2 separate regions of the Zea mays genome follow, and region 2 is linked to region 1. Evidence: chromatin contacts called from public Hi-C data. All regions are on one chromosome and are shown on one strand. The core of a region is the stretch at or near the end of the contact, and the rest is flanking DNA. Distances in the headings are between cores, read along the strand shown.

Evidence for each region. A called contact is a pair of places that touch in the nucleus more often than the background predicts.
Region 2: a Hi-C map of tassel shows a contact between it and region 1, with 6 times the contacts expected there. The contact joins the promoter of LOC100194100 here to the enhancer-like site in region 1. A contact is called at or near these places in 2 of 25 Hi-C or Micro-C datasets (ear and tassel).

What each region holds. Positions count from the first base shown.
Region 1 is chr10:102,091,821-102,097,015 of Zm-B73-REFERENCE-NAM-5.0, forward strand. LOC103641501 (probable E3 ubiquitin-protein ligase HIP1) reads left to right here. Exons shown (of 7, transcript XM_020545835.3): 7 at 1,040-1,500. The coding sequence ends at 1,171. It also overlaps the pseudogene LOC103642673. Among protein-coding and RNA genes, the nearest start is that of LOC103641501, 13 kb to the left of the region's middle. Within about 2 kb of position 2,556, at least 18 of the 20 cell types and tissues checked have an H3K27ac peak or open chromatin away from gene starts, as enhancers often do. A contact at or near this core is called in ear and tassel, where this site is marked.
Region 2 is chr10:102,233,585-102,238,686 of Zm-B73-REFERENCE-NAM-5.0, forward strand. It overlaps LOC100194100 (ABC transporter G family member 24), which reads right to left and starts at 2,612. Exons shown (of 13, transcript NM_001359393.1): 1 at 2,238-2,612; 2 at 2,059-2,135; 3 at 839-1,117; 4 at 686-749; 5 at 455-598; 6 at 337-371; 7 at 189-262; 8 at 1-51. The coding sequence starts at 2,467.

The DNA.
Region 1 (5,195 bases), core at 1,306-3,805:
TGCCAGCAACAATGAAGATTGTGCTTTTACGGCCTATGCTGTCGAACACCTAGGCTGCAGAGAACTACGGGAGCAAGTTTCATCTGTGCTGAGAACTATGGGAGCAGAGAATTACGGACACCTGGATGAGAGGTCAAGTTGCCATAGCTTGCAGAGAACTACGGGAGCAGAAGACGACTCATACCAGAGGAGCATTGGGGGCACATACCAGACGAGCAGCATACGTCGGTTGGCCGTCGGCCCGGATCGGTGCAGGCGCGTGCTTCCTGAGCCGGTGGCGTGTGTGTCAGGGCGGAGCTTCCTGAGCCAGCGGCGCGTGCGTTGTGCAGACCTTGCCCTAGTGTGAGGTGGAGCTGAGCCGACGACGAGGCTGAGCACCAGGCGATGGCGGCCAGGCACCAGGCGTCAGGCGACGACTGTAGGCCTTGCGTACTGGACTCTGGACTCTGGAGGCGCTGCGACGGCTGGAAACTGAGCAGACTTTTGGGAGTGGCGAGAGACTGAGATGGGCCGTTGGGCTCAATTTCTAAGACCGGGCCGGGCCAAATGTCACAGGCTAGGGATAAAACGACGCGACGTTCCACTGCAAATAGCGTTTAAACGCTAAAACACTACGTTTAAACGTCATAAAACGATGTTTTACGACCAATTTTAAAACATTCCAACATTTAACAGCCCTAACAGCGTTTTGATGACGTTTAAACGTCGTTTTAATAACCATGCTTGGAAGGTGGTCCCTGCTGTGTGTTGAGTGTCCGCAGAAGCGTTGGCCTGTCTTTCTTTTTAATTGTTAATGGGATGATGTGTGGTTGCATGTTGCAGCCTGTCTTTTATATGTCTGTGGCTGCGATACTCTTGTCAAAGTTTAGGCGTTACTATAATAATTGTTTTGGGAGCATCTCTTGTTTTGTTTGGTGCTCTTGCTTAGAACGGGTTTATTGTTTTTTCCCAATCTCTTTATTGATTCTACTGATGTAATTCCAGACATCAATGGTAGCTCATTGGCACTACTGAACTTTGTTGACCTTGAACATTACAGGAAGACTACGCGGAAGGCGAGGACTTGGGCAGACTGGACTGTGGTCACGACTTCCACACCGCATGCATCAAACAATGGCTGGTTATAAAAAATGTGTGCCCAATCTGCAAGAAAACAGCACTGGACGCCTAAGACATGGCTGCATTTTCCCTCCCTAGGGAAAATCCGGTAGCCGGCACTAAGGGCAAGTGGTTGTCATCTAACCACACCATGCACCCAAAGACTAGCAACTGGTTACAAGCATGTTACACCTTCCCATTATCAACACACATGTGGGAATTTATACTATAGGTGGTACATGGCACTTACCTGAAGCCAATGGCTGTAGACCCCGGAGTTTCATCCTTGTTTTGTTTAAACCTAGATTTGGGATTTATAATTTATTGAATGACATTCGATTTACTTGGGCAATCAGCAATACCTGCTATCATCATTAATCGCTAATCATCTGTGTTTTTTTATTGCTTGATTTGGGGGTGAGGCTAGCAAGTTGTAGTCCCTTCACCTTGATTCTGTATTTTACCCCTTTGGTCTTGGGTTCCTTGGTAGTGTAACTCGTTTCGTAGCAGGAGGAAACCATTGTCTACTGTGCACTGTAAGCATAAGGTGCATCATTTTGTACCCAGAAATGTGCTCGTTTCTTGTTCCATAAATATAATAATAGTGGTCCTGATACACAGCTTTACGGAAGTACAAGTAGGACCCTTGTTTATTCATTCAAATCTGTCGGCACACCGCTGGTTGCGCTGGCAGGTGCTGCTGTCCTCGATCTCGCCGGAGATCTCCTCTACCCCTTGGACTCCGCCACGAGGAACGGGAATATGAAGCCGATGACATTCCATCCGGCAACAGACTTGTCTGCAGCCGCCTTTCAGCAAAGATCCCTGCTGGCATGGTAAAGGTGGTGGAGCTGGGCCCGAAGTTGGCGAAGAAGGTGAAATCGTTCATGACGAGATGGAGCCAACGTTGTACCGGGCGTCGTCCACCGCCAGGTGATGTCCAGCGCATGAACCAGCACACCTTCGTGCTCAGCAGGTGCAGGCCATGCCGGTTGGCGAACTGCTAGGACAAGAGCCCGTACTCCTCGCGGCAGCGCTTCCTCGCCTTTTGCTGCTCCTTGGCAACGTTGAGCACACGCGACATGTCGTACCGTGCCGTCTCGGGCATCTTCATGCGGCAGTGCTAGTTATAGATGGCCAATAAGTATGAGGCCCATGAGTTCGGCACGAAGCCCACTATTTAAGTCTGATTCGAGCCTGGCATGAATAAGTGGGCCAGACTCGGACATGAAACTAAGCACGGTGGGCTAGCTCGACATAACCTGTTTACCTTTAAATCCGTTTTTTTTTCACTAAAACGTACTTACTGGACCACTTAGCCGTTTTTCGGCCCGTTTTCTCCGTGCTAAACGGACCGGCTCGGCCCGATTAGCCTGCTGCGGGCTAGGCTCAGGCAGAAAATTGAACCCACGGGCTTAGACGGTCTGGCCCGGTTTTCTAACCGTGCTTGACGGACCGCGCCCAAAACAGGTCGAGCTTCACTGGGCCTGAACCGAACCGGGTGGACCGTTTGGGCGAGTAGCACCGGGACACGGTGCTGAACATGAATGGAGACGATGCCACCGGTGAGGTTGCCGAAGCCCTGTATGGCGAAATCGGCCGGGATGAAGGCGCCACGCGTCCACTACTCCACTTGTTGGCGTACTCGGACATGAACATGATGGTCGCGGACAGCAGGTAGTCGCCGCCGATGCCTAAACCGAGCAAGAAGCAGAAGCAGAGCATGGCCATGGCGCCCTTGGGTGTGGACCCGAACAAGAGGCCGGATGCGAGGCAGACCATGAGCATCAGCGTCACGCCGTACACCTTGTGGTCCATCTTGTCGCCGAGCTAGCCGAAGAAGAGCTGCCCGGCGAGCGTGCCGCAGAACGCGACGTCGTTGGTTGCGGCGGAGACGTTGGGCGGGAACGAACCGAGGGTCGAAGCAAGTAGATGCGGCCAAGGAGCTTGGTGACGAGGGAGATCGGAGAAGAGACATAGGCGTCGGTGAAGAAGCCCAGCGGCGGTACTGAGAAATCAGGGGCCCGGAGCAAGATACAAATTGAGGGTCCTTCTAGATTTCATGATTATATATATGCTGCAAATTTTAAAAAATGATTGTGAATTTAAACCAACAGTTGAGTCCCATATCATGTTATTAGAAAAGATCAATTATTTAGGAAATAAAAAATTAAAAATAGTATACAAAATAAGGATAGAGCTCCACAATAAGGTTTTATATTTGGGATCCGAGAGACAGAGTCCTATAATTATTTAATGTTTTTTTTGTAAAATAGAACCTATGTTGGAGCAATGTTTTGGTATCACAGTCCTATCTTGTAAAATATAACCATATTTAAGATCCTTCTTGGTGATGCTCTTTTGGTACACCAAAATTAAATAAATTAAAAATTATACCCATTAAGTGGCACTCACAAATAGTCAATAAAATCAAACTTTCACCAATTAGCAAATCATGATGCAATATACTGATTCGCCGTTTGGTCTTGTTTTCGTCGTCGGAATCGCACCACCAGACATCAAACTCATACTCTAAGGACGCATATGATATACCGCAGTGGGGCCCTTGGAACCGGGGGCCAGGGTGGCCGCCCTGCTCGCCCCCTCCAGGGCCGGCACTGAAGAAGCCCATGCCGGTGATCACTACCGTGTTGCGTCCAGCGCGTGGAGCACCTATGATCTTGTGCCATTTCCGCGACGATCAAGTTGGCTAGGCAATCACTCGTTCTTTCATCGGCTGCTCGATGTTAGCGGTAATTGCTGCTACTTAGGATATGTTTGGTCAAGTAAGGATGGAAGGAGACGACTATATTTCTATGATGTTTGAATAAAGGATACATGATAAACACCAGATCAATTTTCGGTGGCGATGAGGTAAAAAAAAAAATCAGTGGACGGTACACCTTCGCCCCTCCTACGGTCTCAAAAAAAAGCATGCAACTGAAAAAAGAGCTCTTGCGTTGCCTCCCAACTTTATCCTTATCTACCCCCTCTCATACTTATCTTGGCGGCAGATCTTAGCAGGCGGGAGCCATCGCACGCGGTCGGTTGTCGCGGGCAGCCAGGCATAGGCGAGTGTCCAGGCGAGCGGTCGGCCAGGCGCACATCACCACATCGGCCAGGACCGCATCGGCAAGGCACACATCACCGCCCTGCCGGCTGCCTTTCGGGTACGTGCCGCCTGCACTACCAGAATCAGGCTCTTTGAGGCACTCGGCAAAGCCTGGAAAACACTCAGCGAAGTCTTTGCCGAGTGTGACACTCGGTAAAGAGAGCTCGACGAACAGTACATCAGCAACGACTTCTTTGCCGAGTACTTTTTATCGGGCACTCGACAAAGACTTTGCCGAGTGTCACTAGTTACTTGGCAAAGAAAAGCCGTCGTCACGGCGACTGGTAAAGGAGACGACGCCTTTGCCGAGTGTCACCTAATACACTTGGCAAGGAGATTACCTCTTTGCCGAGTGTCCGCCAGCCTACACTCAGCAAAGGGGCCACCAGTGGGGCCCTTTGTCAGTTTCTTTTTTGAGTGCCAGGGTCAGGGCACTCGGTAAAGAAGCTTTACCGGTGCCGAGATGTCCCTTGTCTGTCGAGTGCTATGACCCTAAAACATTCTTGAAATATTCTCAAGTTTACGGTCATGTTTAGTAAGCATGGTGCTCGAAGATTCCGGTCTGTTCCTGAAATTGGTCGTAACTTGTGCTAAATAACATGAATATCATTTTTGCGTCACAACTTTCTTGAAACATTCTTAAATTTTTATCTACATATGATATCATGACATGTGGACAAGTTTCATAATTTTATGACTTCGTTTGTGTTTTATATAATTTTTAAACAATTTGATGGCAAGTTCACGGTCATGTTTAGTGAACATGGTGTTCGAAGATTCCGGTCTGTTCCTGAAATCGGTCGTAACTTATGCTAAATAACATGAATATCATTTTTGCATTCACAGTTTTCCATGTTTCGAGTGACTTGCAGTTCAAATGTGAATTTTCCGAAGAAACTTAATTAAACGAACTAAATCTAATAGTTAAAGAAAACACCTTTATAGTTGTGTCAAAATGGTACATGTAGGTCTACATAGTGTAGGA
Region 2 (5,102 bases), core at 1,362-3,861, 140 kb after region 1:
GAATTTGTCTGAGCAGTTGTATATGACAAGAAGCAGCAGGCACAACGCACCCTAGAATGGCAAAAGGTTTGAATCATACGCAAACACAAGAACCGGGTGCAGTGCAGTTGATTACTACTGCATTGTTTAAGTAACAAATAATCAGCCATTAAGTTACTGAAATTACAAAACCATGCGAGAGGAATTACCACTATGCAAGCTCCAAGAATGGCGATGTGCTCGTTCTCTGCGTTTTCTTCGCAGGAGGCCTTTATTATGCACTCTGCAAATTAAATCCCAAAATCAGCTCGCTGAACAGAAGTTCGTATGACTGTGTGATCAAAGCCGTGCGCTTACTCTCCTCAGCTGTGGAACCCAATCTGCAATAGTGCCTGCAGAAGAACAAGGACCAAATCAGACCACTTGTTCGCTTAGTTAGTTGTTCGATCATAAGATAGAGAAACTAGACCAGTACCCACTGCTACAGTTATCTTTTCTGGTCGTGCTTGGACAGTAGTAACCAGCTGGGCAGAAGATTTCTTCTGTGCTCTGGATATCAGCCCACATGTCAGCACCTCCACAGCTATCAGTCGAGTTTGGAGCTATCTGATACTTGTACCTGATCAAAGTTCCACGGTTCAGATACTGGATTTCTTTATCAAGAAACCTATTGCGACAGGAATAACGCAACCAGAAAGATCTTTACGGGTCGCAGAGCCCAGTTGTGTGATTCGCCGTGGCGCGTGGACAGTATGAGCCTAGTGGGCAAGCTGACGCCAAGAGGAATGGAACCAATCAATATTAAACAGACCAAAGGCGAAGGTGTTTAGGACTCGTGAGATCGAGGAATGGAACTCACGGAGCATGCAAGTGAGGCCGCGGGGGCAGAAGAAGCCCTCGCAGCATGCCTGGCAGCTGCTTGTTCTCAGCGGGATATCGTTGCTACCACGGTTGCTGGGGCGGTCTGGAACTGGATCGGTGGCGCAGGCCCATCCGGCATCGCATCCCTTGCCCCAAGAAGACATGTTGCAGTTTATGTTTGTCTTGAGGTTGATGTTCTTGTCCCCATCGCGGTCGTACAAGCTTGAGAAGTAGAACTTGACTTCATCGGGGCCGCAGAGACGCTGAGGCAGGTCGCCTGAATTTTGAACCAATATATTCGTTAGATGCAATATATTTGTTTTCCAAAAAAAATACTTATACACTAGAATTGAATATATATCAGCATCTAATTCGATTAATGTGATGAGTAAAATAAAAAAATTGATAAAGGCAGGTGATACAAGAATGTGTAAAAAAATGCCTATCTTCAAAACATTACAAACGTTACAAGGTGAGATCATCATACGGTTAGTAGAGCTTGTCAAACCCAACTGTGTCGAAGTAGTCGTATTCAGCCACTGTACTGTACACAATTTATTTGTGCAGTTGCAAATCAGAAATAAACGGTTGTTATAGGGTACGTAGGGGTCTCACATGTCACAGAAACAATAGTGTCGCTGATATGCTGCAACCAATCCATTTAATTGCATTATCCACTTGGCTGGCAGATATAAAGATGATTTCTTTGAAGTTAAAACATGCACAATTGGACAGCAGAAAATCCAGGGACTACAAGAACAGCACAACATGGCGCGAAAGAGAAAGTCTTGGGTTTTTGTACTCATGCAAAGTCTTGTGTAAAGTCTTGGGTTTTTGTACTCATGAGAAGTGGAGCGTTTGGACGACCTTGTCCACGTTCAGAAGTTAATAAAACCTAGGCAGGCACCTATCCCCAGCTAAATTCATACTTAATAGTAAAGTTTTGTTCGCTCTGCCCAATAATCTTTACCGACAAGATTCTCGGATTCAAATCACATGAAAGCATGCATTGCAAACAAACACTTGAAAGAAAACAAACAAACTATTAAATCAACGCGAAACGTACTCTACGCTACGCAGTAAAGAAAGGAGAAGAGAGGAAATCAAGCACAGGAAGCTCAAGTCCTGTAATGGGTCAAACAGCAAGCAGGAAGGGGCCGGGGACGAAGACGACGGGGCAGAATGAAGGACGGAGGCCCTTTTCAGTTTACTCTGTACCTTGGGTCTCGGTAAGGCAGCGATCCACGAAGCTGAGGTCCGATGTGTAGTTGAACGCCTCGTTCCAGTCCTCCTTCCTGTGCACGCCACCAATCACGAGCAGCTACACGGATCAGAGAGGAGCAGCTACACTTTGTACTGTCGGGCCGGCCAACAAGAAGCAGCGGGGAGAAGCTTACGGGTCGGCGACGCAGAAGCGGAACTTGTCGGAGATGGTGGTGGCGACGTGGTCGGTCAGGTTGTTGAGCCGCCTCTCCACGTCCGGCAGGTCCGCCGGAGGTACCGGGGGCGGCTGGATCTGCTGCTGGCCGCTGGCGGTGCCTGCGAGGAGGAGCATCAGCGGGAGGAGGACGACGCCGACGCCGCCCTGGCCCCGCCTCTGGAACTGCGGAGCCCTCGCATCCCGCATTCCGAGGCGGAGGAGGAGCGCCGAGACGGCAGCAAGCGTGGCTCGTGACGTGAGGAGGAAGGGCTGGGCGGGTGCGGGCGCGACGGCGTGGAAACGTATTGCGATGGCGAGCGGGGAAACGAGCTAGGACGACGTCTATAGTAGTATAGTACTGCTTGTGAAAGTGTAGTATATAGATTGAGTACTCCTGCTCCGTTGGTACACCTCTGTTTGTCCAGGCGTGCGTGGTGTTCAGCTCGACACATGCAATGCAGCCGGGGCTCAACGCGCACGCGGGCGGGACGAGAAGGAACCAGGAAGAAGAGAGAGAAATGATCGGGCGTAGAAAAAAAAAGAAGCCGTACATTCAATTTTTTTTAGGCGCGTGGACTGCCACTGCCTGCCACATGGGCCAACCTGACTGCTTTCCTCTTGCCTTGTTACTCCCTCACCTATTTTATTTGTACATTATCTGACTTTTATCTATATCTCGCCGCTATGTCTATCTAATATTTATAACAAACAAAAAGATTACTCATGACATATGATATATCTCTACTGGGCAACCGTTCATATGGGCGAGGTTGTGCCCCACCCTAGCCTCCACGACACGATGGCAGAGCCCGCCCTCATCATGCCCGCCTGAGACAATGCCCGGCTCATGATGCCCCCCACGCGATTTCGACGGTCATGGAGACCGCACCCAGCTGCAGCCCCCCACCCACCCCTTCCACCACTTGAGTCTACAACCAATGAGAAAAAGCGGCTGTCACACCTGGTTTTAAGGGATAAAGTCGGGTGCATCTTATATATGCGCCAAAGAAGACACCACATATAATAACAGAGTGTATATAGATAAATGTCATAATATCATCAGAGTACTTATTATATAGCGGAAGTTTTACAAAATAAATTATAAATATAAAACGAACTAAAGTCCATCTTTGACGCCATAAAGTCGACTGAGAGACGCCACCTAAATCAAGTCAAACTCCCCGTTGTGTGGCTCCTCTTGAACCACATGTTCTTCTCCTGTGAGGGGGGTGTGAGACAGCAAGGGTGAGCTCACACATGTTCATCACTGAACAGGAATAATGTGCATGAACACTTCAAATGCGGAAGTTCATGTGAAGTGTAAGGCTGATCAACAATAGGGGTTAAAGCTGAGCATTGCTTTTAATAAGTTGGTCAAATTTTATTAGCAGTTACTAAATGTAAGTAAATACCAAACCATAATAATAATAATAATAATAATAATAATAATAATAATAATAATAATAATAATAATAATAATAATAATAAAACAAAGTTAATAAATAATCACATGCAATGCAAATGACAAATTAAATTTAGTTCCATAAAATTAATCATGCGAGAGTCATGAGCTGCTCTTGACCGTGAGCTCGGCTAGTATATCAGTTTTACACTCTGCAGAGGTTGTACTCTGTACCCACAAGTCGTGTATCCCATGTCGTCAGGGTTAGCTAGACCCTTAGACACTACCGAGGTGAATGGCTAGGAATCCACTACAAGACCTTTACAAAGTTCCATTAGCTTCTGAAAACCCGCTACAGTTATGGGAAGAGCACTTGCAAGAATCCCTCGTCTGACCGTCATCATAGCAAAATCAACCCGAGAACCTCCCTGTAAGAAACTATCCTACTGCCCTTACCCCTTTCGGGTAAGGTAGTCTTCCACTAGCTTTCCTAATTAGTCAGCCAAGTGCGTCCCATTCCACCCTTGTGGTGGCACGTGTTTCTCAAGTTAAGCTCCATGTTCCAATTAAAATAATATAATGATCTTGACATGAACATAAATAACATAACAGAATAATTGGAACATGGATATAATGAAATATTAACCCAAAACCATGTAAAGCCATAACATAACTACCCAAATGATTCAGGGGTAAACAAGGTGAAAGTCGCCTAGAGGGGGGTGGATAGGCGGAATCTGAAAATTATAAACTTAAGCACACACTATAAGCCGGGGTTAGCATTAGAATTAAATTCGAGTCCGAAAGAGAGGGGAAAACAAATCAACCAAGAAGTAAAGCGGATGAACACGATGATTTGTTTTACCGAGGTTCGGTTCCAAAGAATCTAGTCCCCGTTGAGGTGGTCACAAAGACCGGGTCTCTTTCAACCCTTTCCCTCTCTCAAACGGTCACCTAGACCGAGTGAGCTTTCTCCTTAATCAAATGGGTCACTTAGACCTCGCAAGGACCACCACACACTTGGTGTTTCTTGCTTTGATTACAAGTCACTTTGAGAACAAGAATGAGGAAGAAGAAAGCGATCCAAGAAATAAGAGCGCAAAGAACACGAACAAAACACTCTATCTAGTCACTAGGTGTTTGGAGTGAATTTGGGACTTGGAGAGGCTTTGATTCTTTTGAATTGTGTCTAGGAGTGAATGCACTAGCTCTTGTATTGAATGTGAAGTGCTGGAAACTTGGATGCTTGGAGTGGTGGTGGTTGGGGGGTATTTATAGCCCTCAACCACCACATAGCCATTGGGGATGGCTGCTGTCGATGGGCGCACCGGATAGTCTGGTGCGCCACCGGACACTGTCCGGTGCGCCAGCCACGTCACCCAACCGTTGGGGTTTAGGAGCTTCTGACCGTTGGAGGCTTTGTCTTCTAGTGGCGTCGGA